Linked DNA regions of Salmo salar: region 2 is linked to region 1. Evidence: chromatin contacts called from public Hi-C data. All regions are on one chromosome and are shown on one strand. The core of a region is the stretch at or near the end of the contact, and the rest is flanking DNA. Distances in the headings are between cores, read along the strand shown.

Region 1 (5,053 bases), core at 323-2,822:
TGTTGTTTAACAATGACCTATTTCTTCCCTGTCTCCCGGCTGTTGCTGCACAGTGATGCACCACACCGGATACATCTTCGTCTTTCTACTATTTCGCAGCCTTCATCTCGAGGAAGGTAGCTAGCTATTGGAGTGTAGGATCATTTGCCCATTGCCAAACACCATTCACTCGCGAATAGCACTGAGTGTTGCATGTCGGCTGACAGACTAGTCGTTGACATATTGCCAAATATCAAAATAGAACCAATATACACACCACACTACACGAGCTACAGAATAACACGACTGATTTTTGTGCCTTCCTATCGAGCACAAGCGGAACCAGGTTGTCTCCACATTGCATTGTGTCAGAGCGGGGTTACCCAGAGACCTCAACGACAGAGCGAAAGCAATCCCGGTTGTGGCCGGCTGCTCCGGTCTTCAGCTATCGACTAGTTTTGGTCACTGCCACTACCAGTGAACGTTTGAAGCCATAGGCTCAAAAAAACGTAAATACAGTGAATATACATTTGCACACTGCAGTGCACATTTGATTGGTGATCAAAAACAATCACACTTAAAACAGCAAGTTTACAGTGAATGAAGCCACAATGTTTTGTTTGAGGCCTCGTCAAAATTATTGTCGTTCCCTTTCAAAATGGGGCTTAGGCTACCGAGAGTAAATTTGGTCGATTTATGGAATATTCGAACGCCTCGTCCAAACAACCTAGGCCTGGGATACTGCTGCTACAGAGTAGTAGCTACAGCATGGCATGTCCCGTCTGAGTTCGCGGTTGCCATTACCTGACATCATGTTTACGTTGAGAATGTAGTAAATCATGCAAAGCATGAAATATGTCACTACCAACTATGTAAAAAGACGATTACTTTTGTTCATATGTGCGTAAATGGATTGGACCTGATGTAGGCTATACCATGGAGGCAGAGAACAAGTTGGAGACGATGCTCTGAGTTGGCAGGTTGAGGATGCCACGATGTGTAAACTCATGGCAGATAGAAGATTCCTGTTATAATGAAATACAGTGAAACTAGAATTCACTACCTTTTTTGGTTGTAGTAGCCTTAGCAAAATATAATGTGGGCCACTGCCGACTGAGACAGGATTTCACCCCAAGAAACATGTGACACGTTTATCCTCACACTTGAAGACTTTACATTACCAAATGCATACCTTGAATACCGTTAGACAGGTTTGTTATGGCCTGTACGTGGATTTACAAACTTTACTGTACACAATTATTCACAGCAAAAGTTTGGGAGAGTTGACTGTTGCCCTCCATGCCGTTGTGCAATGCCCCCCTTATTGCCCCCTGCTCTCCAGTACGCCTTTGTTATTAGTAATCGCATGGTATCGCACCGCCTTACCTTGCGCTCCAAACTGCCCTTTCAAAGCTTGCAAATAGAGCTTTTCACACCACGACAAGTGATTGTTTGAGACTTGGTGACTTCTGTTACGGGTCAGGAATGTGATTTTGTGGTAGAATAATTCCAGTGTGACATGTCGGCTTCTCCTCGCGATCTTCTCTCATCGCCCGTTTTCAGACCGCAGCAGCTGGAGATGAAAATCGCGCACCCTGGGTCCTAGCGCCGACAGAGGCCTACAGGTGAATAACAGGTGGTGACCGTAGTCGAGTCCTTATATAATTGTAAATTCCTATTCAAAACATGAACATTTTTTGGAATCATCTTTGGAAATTAGAATCTTCCCTTCCAATACGGAAATAGGTCTACCACAAAAGCCAAACTCTGATGACCCAAGTGATGTTATGGCTGCAAGTGTGTGTTTATGAACCATCATTAGATAGCTGACAGAATGGTATAATTATTAAGCATAGGCACATCATACTATTTGGCTACTGGATATTTCTTCCTGACAATGATATGAATGTAAGGAAAGATACTAAACTATAAGAATAAAACAATTGTGGCACTAATTTGGGATTTTTTTCTTCTGCAACGCATAACACATGATCAATATGATGACATAAAATACGTGTTGTGTAAAAGCTTACATTGTTATCATGAGGGTTTGGACAGGAGTGTCCATCTTCATATTACTGTAAAGTTATTATTGCCATTCAATAAGAATGCACATTTCATTTACGTCGCATTCTAGTGCCCTATAATTACACCCAAGACACAAATAACTTCGGCAGTATCCGTGTCTCAACGTTGCTGTCCTGTTTCCACTAAAATTTCACAAAATTGCGTTATTACATATGCGATGTGAAAAGAGGACACTTCGTTTAGTTACTGAGGTTTAGAGACTTGAGTGAAGCTAGCCACAATAAGGATTAGCAACAATAGAGGGATTTGCATTTCGCCATCAAAATAAAAGTCCCCTGTTGAAACATCCAAACGGATCCAAATAGTGGAATAAGGCCATATTTGGACTAGATAATGCTAAACAAGATATGTTGTTATATAACGTAAAAATAAATACAATAATTTATTAATTTGACAATAAACAGCAAAAACATTGTGGATTTATTAAACTGCATAATTGCATTGGGTGTGCTGCAACCTATTCTGTACATAAATCCGAGGACACTCCAATTAGTATATGTTACGTTTGGTATAGTTACCTTATATAGATGGTTACTTAAGGCAAAAACAAAAGGAGTATGGTTAACAGGAACTTCTAGCAACTCAAAGGTTGCGAGTTCAAATCTCATTCACAGACAATTTTAGCTAATTTGCAACTTTTCAACTACTTACTACTTTTTTAGCTACTTTGCAACTACTTAGCATGTTAGCTAACCCTTTCCCTAACCCTAACCCTTTTAGCTAACTATTTAACCTAAGTCCTAGACTAGCTAACATTGGCGAGCTAGCTAATGTTTGCAATCTAGCTAGAATTCGTAACATATCATACGTTAGCAAATTGGTAACATATTGTATGTTTTTCAAATTGTTAACATGTAGTACGTTTTGCAAATTCGTAACATATAATACGAATTGTAATTCGTAACATATATTGCGAAATTGGTGATGGACAACCACAAATTAATATATGCCATACGAAACGTAACATATCATACTAAATGGAGTGCATCGGATTTATTTACAGAATAATACGAACTGCTCTGAGACCAGGTTGGGCATACATATATGCACTGTACAGCCTTGGCTATGGCGCCTTACCTACTATTGTGACTAATCCTTATTGTGGCTAGCTTCACACAGGTAGATTATAGACCTCAACCTTCCACTCCATACGGGTGACTAGAGTGGCAATCCAAGAAGCCAGTCAAGTATAATGTAGGCATTAGGCAACCAGTTTTACCTCCCCATAAACGAGAACCCTGTAGCCTGTGTGGTGGTCACGAGGGTGTGTCTCACGGTGTCCTGCTTTCCTCATTTGTACAAAACAGGCGACGGAAATGGATAACAGTTTGTCATACTGTACCAGCTTGAGTTGGTCCGACGAACGTGCTGTACAGAGAGTAGAGACTGGAGAGCCTTTCAAATGTTCTCTAATTTATAAAACCGTTATTATTGGTCAATTAAAATAAATAACCATGTTGCTCAAATTATGTATATAGACCCATTACACAATCCGTCATAACCAATGCATTCCGGACATTTCACAAGGGGAAAGAAACATGGTGTCAGTTGAGCCTGGTAAAAGTTTCGGTTTTGCACATTGTGCGCTAAAAACCTATGGATCCAACTCAACGAGAGGTATGTCGGTGCCGGTACGGATTAAATAGTTTATTATAGGCCAGCATTTTAATGTTCATGCAACGTGTACATTTGCCATTTTTAGATCAAGTTCGTATTTGGTGACTATTTATGGCGCAGGTTTTATGCCGCAGATGGTGCTGAATAAAAGCAGAAAGCTATAATACTAACATGACACAACTTAGCACTAAACCAAATAGCTTGCCATTGCAAATGCAGTTGTACACACGACTGCACACCCCGGCATTAATATAGGCCTATACAGCTAATCGATTCCAACAAGACTGCAATTCCATGCGTGTCTCAAAAATGAAGATATTATCATCTCATAATATTTCAAGCAGTTAAATACATCTAATATAGGTCAAACAATATTAATTCATGAAAAACATTCAGAACTACCGTGACGTCGTCATCTACTAGAACAGTGTATTTTACCAATGTTACCAACTGGTTCCATAGTGTAGTGGTTATCACGTCTGCTTTACACGCAGAAGGTCCTGGGTTCGAGCCCCAGTGGAACCACCACTTTTTGATGACCTAGATAAAACATTGAACGCTCCATACTGATAGCTAAATGTAGGTTAATACATACATCACAAATCAATATCTAAGATCTGTTATCTAACGAAAATTATAGACAATATAACAACATTTGTTCTCAGATAATCACAGATTTAGTGGTCACTGGTCTACAGTACATGCCAGTATGGTACCAAACTTCCTATGTATTATCTCAATAACAAACAAGCTGCCTATTGTAAACTGCATTGTGCCAGTGGTTCCCAAACTTTTTATAATCTCGTACCCCTTCAAACATTCAACCTCCAGCTGCGTACCCCCTCTAGCACCAGGGTCAGCGCACTCAAATGTTGTTTTTTGCCATCATTGTAAGCCTGCCACACACAGGATACATTTATTAAACATAAGAATGAGTGCGAGTTTTTGTCACAACCCGGCTCGTGGGAAGTGACAAAGAGCTCTTATAGGACCAGGGCACAAATAATAATATAATAATAATCAATAATTTTGCTCTTTATTTTAGCCATCTTACATATAAAACCTTATTTGTTCATTGAAAATTGTGAATAACTCACCACAGGTTAATGAAAAGGGTGTGCTTGAATGGATGCACATAACTCTGCAATGTTTGGTTGTATTGGAGAGAGTCTCAGTCATAAATAATTTTCCACACACAGTCTGTGCCTCTATTTAGTTTTCATGCTAGTGAGGGCCGAGAATGCACTATCACATAGGTACGTGGTAGCAAAGTACATCAGTGTCTTAACAGTTCGATTTGCCAAGACAGGATACTCTGAGCGCAGCCCTATCCAGAAATCTGGCAGTGGCTTTTGATAACATTTTCCCT
Region 2 (5,315 bases), core at 765-3,264, 130 kb before region 1:
GCAGAGGTGCGTAAAGATGGTGGCCCACCATGTACTTAAACTATCAAAATAAATTAAGTCGCACACTCCATGTATAATCCCCCAGCAATTTAATGGGTATTTATGTATAATCTTTGGTAAATACCCATTAAATTGCTGGGAGACAATACATGGAGTGTGCGACTTTATTTTGATAGTTTATTCGCCGTTAGTAAGCACCTCCACACAAACTATTGTTCTGGGTGTGTGCCAGCTCGTTTTTAAAGCCCCATGTACTTACCACAAATGCCTTGTTTTCTAAGTTTGTTGTATTGTACATTTCTTTCCTTTACTCTTTTTTGTGTTGTCATTAGCAAAGTATACATGAACCCAATTCTAGCTCCAGGACGCCGGCAATTTGAAAAACTGAAAAAGTATATTGTGCTGATTTATTGGTGCATTGAACCATGTTTAAAAACCATTTAAAAAGCCATCGTTTAAATCCTCAGTGGACAGTGTACCCCATTCATAGACACTAACTGCTTTAGCGCCTATTGATGTTAGTATCTCCTGACTGTTTTTTTTTTTTAAAAGAGCCTTGACGCTTGCTTTAAACATTAACACGCGTCGCTGACGGTAGTGTTTTTGAAAGATAAGGAACATATCTTTCATATCAGCGAGTAATACTTTTCTAAAAACAAAAAGGTTAAATTACTACACACCTTCTATTTGGTTAATGTTCCCACACGGCCATATCTCCATGCTACAGTGCTTGTTTACAAAAAAACAGACAGAAGACAAGAGGCCTGTGCTAATTAGCTATCTAGTGTGCTCCAAACACCTGTGTGTAAGGGTAACTCTGGAAGTGTAGTGGAAGTGTAGTTTAGTCAGATGGAGGCACCCATAGCTGAATGGATCTGTGTAAAACTGCTACAGTAAGTGTATATTTTTTATTTGAAGGGTTCTTTCTCTTCTGATGAAAGATAAGGGCCATATGTTTTGATAGCCTTGATTATTGACGTGTCTAAACACAGCATCGGGATTGTAGTTCACAGGAGCCAGTCATGGGCGAAGCTAATTGCTCAGAACTGTAGGGAGAAGACAGAATGCCTAAAGTTTAAGCACTATGGATAGCGGTTTAACAATGACATAACTGAAATCTGACATCTTTATGCCCCTTCACCATTGTGGCAGTATTGACAGATTTGTTTTTATTTTAAGCAGGAAGTCACCCCACTGTGTATGATTTTGTCATTATGCTGAGTCAACCTAACATTTAATAAGATAACCAATTGCAAAACTACCCTTACCTTCTAGCAAGACTGTCTGGGAGTGCACAGCTCACCAAAAACACATGTGCACCTACGAAGAGTCGTAGTAACATCAAACACAGGCCAACTGGAGAGTAAAGCAACACCAGCAAAAGGACCAGTCCATCGTTTGGCAACCTGTTTGGGACAAACACAGAGACAGCTCAGTGTTATCCTTGACAGGAAGAATATTCTGAGTCCAAGGGGACAGATTATATGCTTCTAGCTAGGAAACTAATGTAACGGCTACCGACCAAGCTACTTGTTAGCTAGCCGTTAATGGATAATAGTATTGATATCTTGTAGGCTAATTTACTTACAGTAACTAACAAGCTAAATGAACGCCAAGAAGACGACGACTTAGCTAGCTAATAGCCAGAGCCGATTATGAGTAAGACTATTGGAAATCTCTGCCATGGGTATCGGTGGACTGATAAACTCATTTAGCTGCTGGCTAGCTTGTCTTGAAAACAACACTTCTTGTTCTTACCGCTGGAAGTCAAACATCTGTTCTATTCCTCGAGTTTCCATTATTTCACCTAATCTGTAGGTTGAGAAAGTTAATTACACCCGTCACTTTCCTGCATACTACCTAATCAACCATTTAATTCGAAACGATAAAAGGTCAAACTGGTAACAATTTATTTGCTCATGTTGATGCTGGCTAACGTTTCCAGCTAGTCTACCTCGGGCGCCATGTTCAACGCTAGAAAGAGATCAGCGTCTCGTCAGCAACACAAAAAGTACTTCCGGGTTACGGAATTTCGGAACATTTCCAAATAAAAGTCCATGTAATAGTAGAAAGGTGTCAATAACCTGTATTTATTCATGATATAAAAATACCTGTCTAAACATGAACAATTATTCATATTTAAATGACATTTGCATTACATTTGTGTTTTAAAACATGTTCCAAGGTTAAATAAATGTGAATCACTGTAGATGGTATACACATTGATTTATAGAGCAAAAACTATTCTTGGTTCCGCAGTAAAAATTGGGTAGGGAATGGTCAGACATTGTTGCATGTGCAGCATTGACCGTGCAGAGATTGAACGCAAGCCTCTCGTGCTCCAGGAACAACAAATGCGCTCATTGACTGACAGGGGGCGGGGCTAGGTCTGTGTGGAACGCAGCATGGAGAGAGAGAGAGCGGAGAGAAATTAGTCAAGTAGCGAAGTAAGCAAAAAAATGCACGTTACACACGGCGTATTATATTTAACAAACCGAACATTCAAATACTGTTATAGAAGGTAATGTAAAAAAAAAAAAAATGTCCATGCATCAATACGGGTATATCGTAAAATACGGTATGTTGGTATATCGTAAAATAAGGTATACCGCCCAGCCCTAATTGTGGCCAATGTAATGGGCGGATTATTCAGAGCCCCATGAAATGACACCATATTGATTGACAGGGGGCGGGGCTAGGATGACCAAGAGGATATTTTCGCTTTGCTTCTTAATATAAATCCACTAATTCGGTGTCTACTCTGTCACAATAACTCCTCCCTGGCATGTTCATTTGTTTTCATGTCAAACACTGTATTCGAATAATTATTCTATTTTTATGATTCCAACAGTTCAACCAAGTGTTTTGCTCTAAATCGAATCGCAACATTTGGTTTAAAATAAGGCCTATATTGTTTGCCCATATCGTGCAGATCTTATGTGGCAGTGTGGAAATGATTTCAAATGAGTTCAGGAAAACCCAAAATTATTTTGGGTTGAATTGAACAGTATAAAACAATCAGAATGGAGAACGACCCATTGAAATCACTTAGAATATATGTGTTGCCACCCTAGGGTCAGGCACTACTCATAAAGCAAATTTAGAACTTTTATTATTCAAAAATATAAAATACAGTCATACCGTCAAAAAAAACAAAAAACAATAACGTTCACTATTATACATTAAATATCGCTTTATAGAGAAAAAAAAAACATTATTTGTGCTGATGTAAAAGTGGGGTTGGGATTACTCACTAGTGTCTGTAGAATCTATACAGTGCATTCGGGAAAGTATTCAGACCCCTTGACTTTTTCCACATTTTGTTACGTTACAGCCTTATTCTAAAATGGATTAAATCGTTTTTTCCCCCTCATCAATCTACACACAATGCCCCATAATGACAAAGCAAAAACAGTTTTTTTTTTAATTTTAGCAAATGTATTACTTTTTTTGTTGTTGTTGAAATACCTTAGTATTCAGACCCTTTGCTATGAGACTCGAAATTGACCTCAGTTACATCCTGTTTCCATTGATCATGCTTGAGATGTTTCTACAACTTGATTGGAGTCCACCTGTGGTAAATTCAATTGATTGGACATGATTTGGAAAGGCACACATCTGTCTATATAAGGTCCCACAGTTGACAGTGAATGTCAGGTTGGGAGAAGGAGGAAATGGCGCCTGTGCTTGAATCCGAAGGGGCGGCTAGTGAAGTGTGTGATAATGAATGGAAAATAGTGAAATCAAAGAATGCAACAAAATGAGCAAAAGTTGTAGTAGAAGACAAGGACCAGCCCGATAAAGCCTTATTGGGCTGCGTTTTTTTTGGAGGAGATTCTTTTGGGAAATCCATTTGTAATATCGAGGACTGTGAAGAAAGCAGTGGGAAAGGTGAATTCAATCAAGGGACTAGAAGCAGCCTTGTTTTGGTTAATTGTGTTGATGAAGAATCTAGCAGAATTGTCCACGTCAGAAGTAACACGTATTGATCTTTGGAGCAGGGCACCTGCCAAAGGAGTTATAGCTGGAGTCTCATTGGATATAAATGATGAGTACCTATGTCAGAAAATCCCAGGAGTGGTCAGTGCATGTTGCCTGACCCGTATGGTAAATGGAATGAAGGAGAAAAGCTTGTGGATATCATTGTTGTTTGATGAGACTCTACCTGAATATGTGAAGCTTGGATATGTAAGTTATGCGGTTAGAGCATTTTTGTCCAAACCATTACAGTGTGGAAATTGTAAAGGATATGGTCGTGTCAAATGTTTGCAGACAAGATAATTATGATATTGAAGAATCTGTGAATGGAAAATGTTGCAACTGTGGTGGGGATCATACTCCGGACTTCCTTGAGTGGCCAGTTAAGGGGAATGAGGTCGAGGCGTCAAGGATGTAATGAGGTCGAGGCGCTGAAGAGAGTCAAAGGGGCAAGAGGCAACAGTGTTGACGATATGGCGGCGGATGCATTGCAACTAGTTGCTAGTGTTTTAAGTCAATCAGGTGATCTGGATACACTCGTTGTGAAGGTGGATTTTTGTGGCATTTATAGCCCTTTTGTGCTGCCTAATGTGAGGGAAGTTCTGTTAAACCCTCCTAATGCTTGTGTACTAAAATATCCTTATTTAAGCCTAGGCATTGTGCTTGAGAGTTTCTTTATCTAACTCATATAAGCTAAGTAACAAAGATAATTAAGATGTTTTATCTGCGGAATATGCTTATATGATTGAACTGTTGAAACTCTTGTTATTAAAATGTCTCCTTTCAGACTCTGGTGTTGGCAGCTGCACTTCCTCCCTCAAATGGGCCTCAGTAACCTTGGGTCCAGAGAGGGGAGAAGTCAGTCTTATCTATCACATGTCCCTGTTGCTATGCAGAATATCTGCAAGGAGTATGGCAAAGGAGGTCAGAAGGAAACATTGTTTCCATGTGAACTGTGTCTTTAATGCAAACCACGTGAAGGGATGGCGTGAGTAATGGGGAACCAATCACTTGTCTCCACAGTGTCTGTGTGTCAGTCACCTCCTCCGAGGGGAGATTGTTCTCTCCCCTAGTTCAAGGTGGAAACTAAGTAACAACAAATGTTCTTAGTACTGATCAAAACAAGTTATTTGTATTTGGGGCCCAAGGTCTGGCACGGGATGTGTGGGGTTAGTGTTTGGAACCATTGTACGTCATATTGCACCGATCCTGGGATAGTATATAACCCAGAAGTTAACTCCACTCAGGGGGCTCTCACTTCATTACACTTGCATGTGTGGAGAGACAAGCCTCCTTGTAATAACAAGTTTTTTAATAAAAGTAATGCCTTGATTGAT

What was found. Hi-C and Micro-C count contacts between places; a contact is called where the count stands out from the background.
Region 2: a Hi-C map of muscle shows a contact between it and region 1, with 3 times the contacts expected there. The contact joins the promoter of LOC106604766 here to the promoter of bcorl1 in region 1. A contact is called at or near these places in 2 of 3 Hi-C or Micro-C datasets (gill and muscle).

Annotation. Positions count from the first base shown.
Region 1 is chrssa05:37,006,216-37,011,268 of Ssal_v3.1, reverse strand. It overlaps bcorl1 (BCL6 corepressor-like 1), which reads right to left and starts at 1,572. Exons shown (of 12, transcript XM_014199766.2): 1 at 1,366-1,572. trnav-uac (transfer RNA valine (anticodon UAC)) reads left to right here and starts at 4,137; the gene lies at 4,137-4,209.
Region 2 is chrssa05:37,140,532-37,145,846 of Ssal_v3.1, reverse strand. LOC106604766 (lipid droplet-regulating VLDL assembly factor AUP1) reads right to left here and starts at 2,014. Exons shown (of 12, transcript XM_014199777.2): 1 at 1,759-2,014; 2 at 1,269-1,406. The coding sequence starts at 1,799.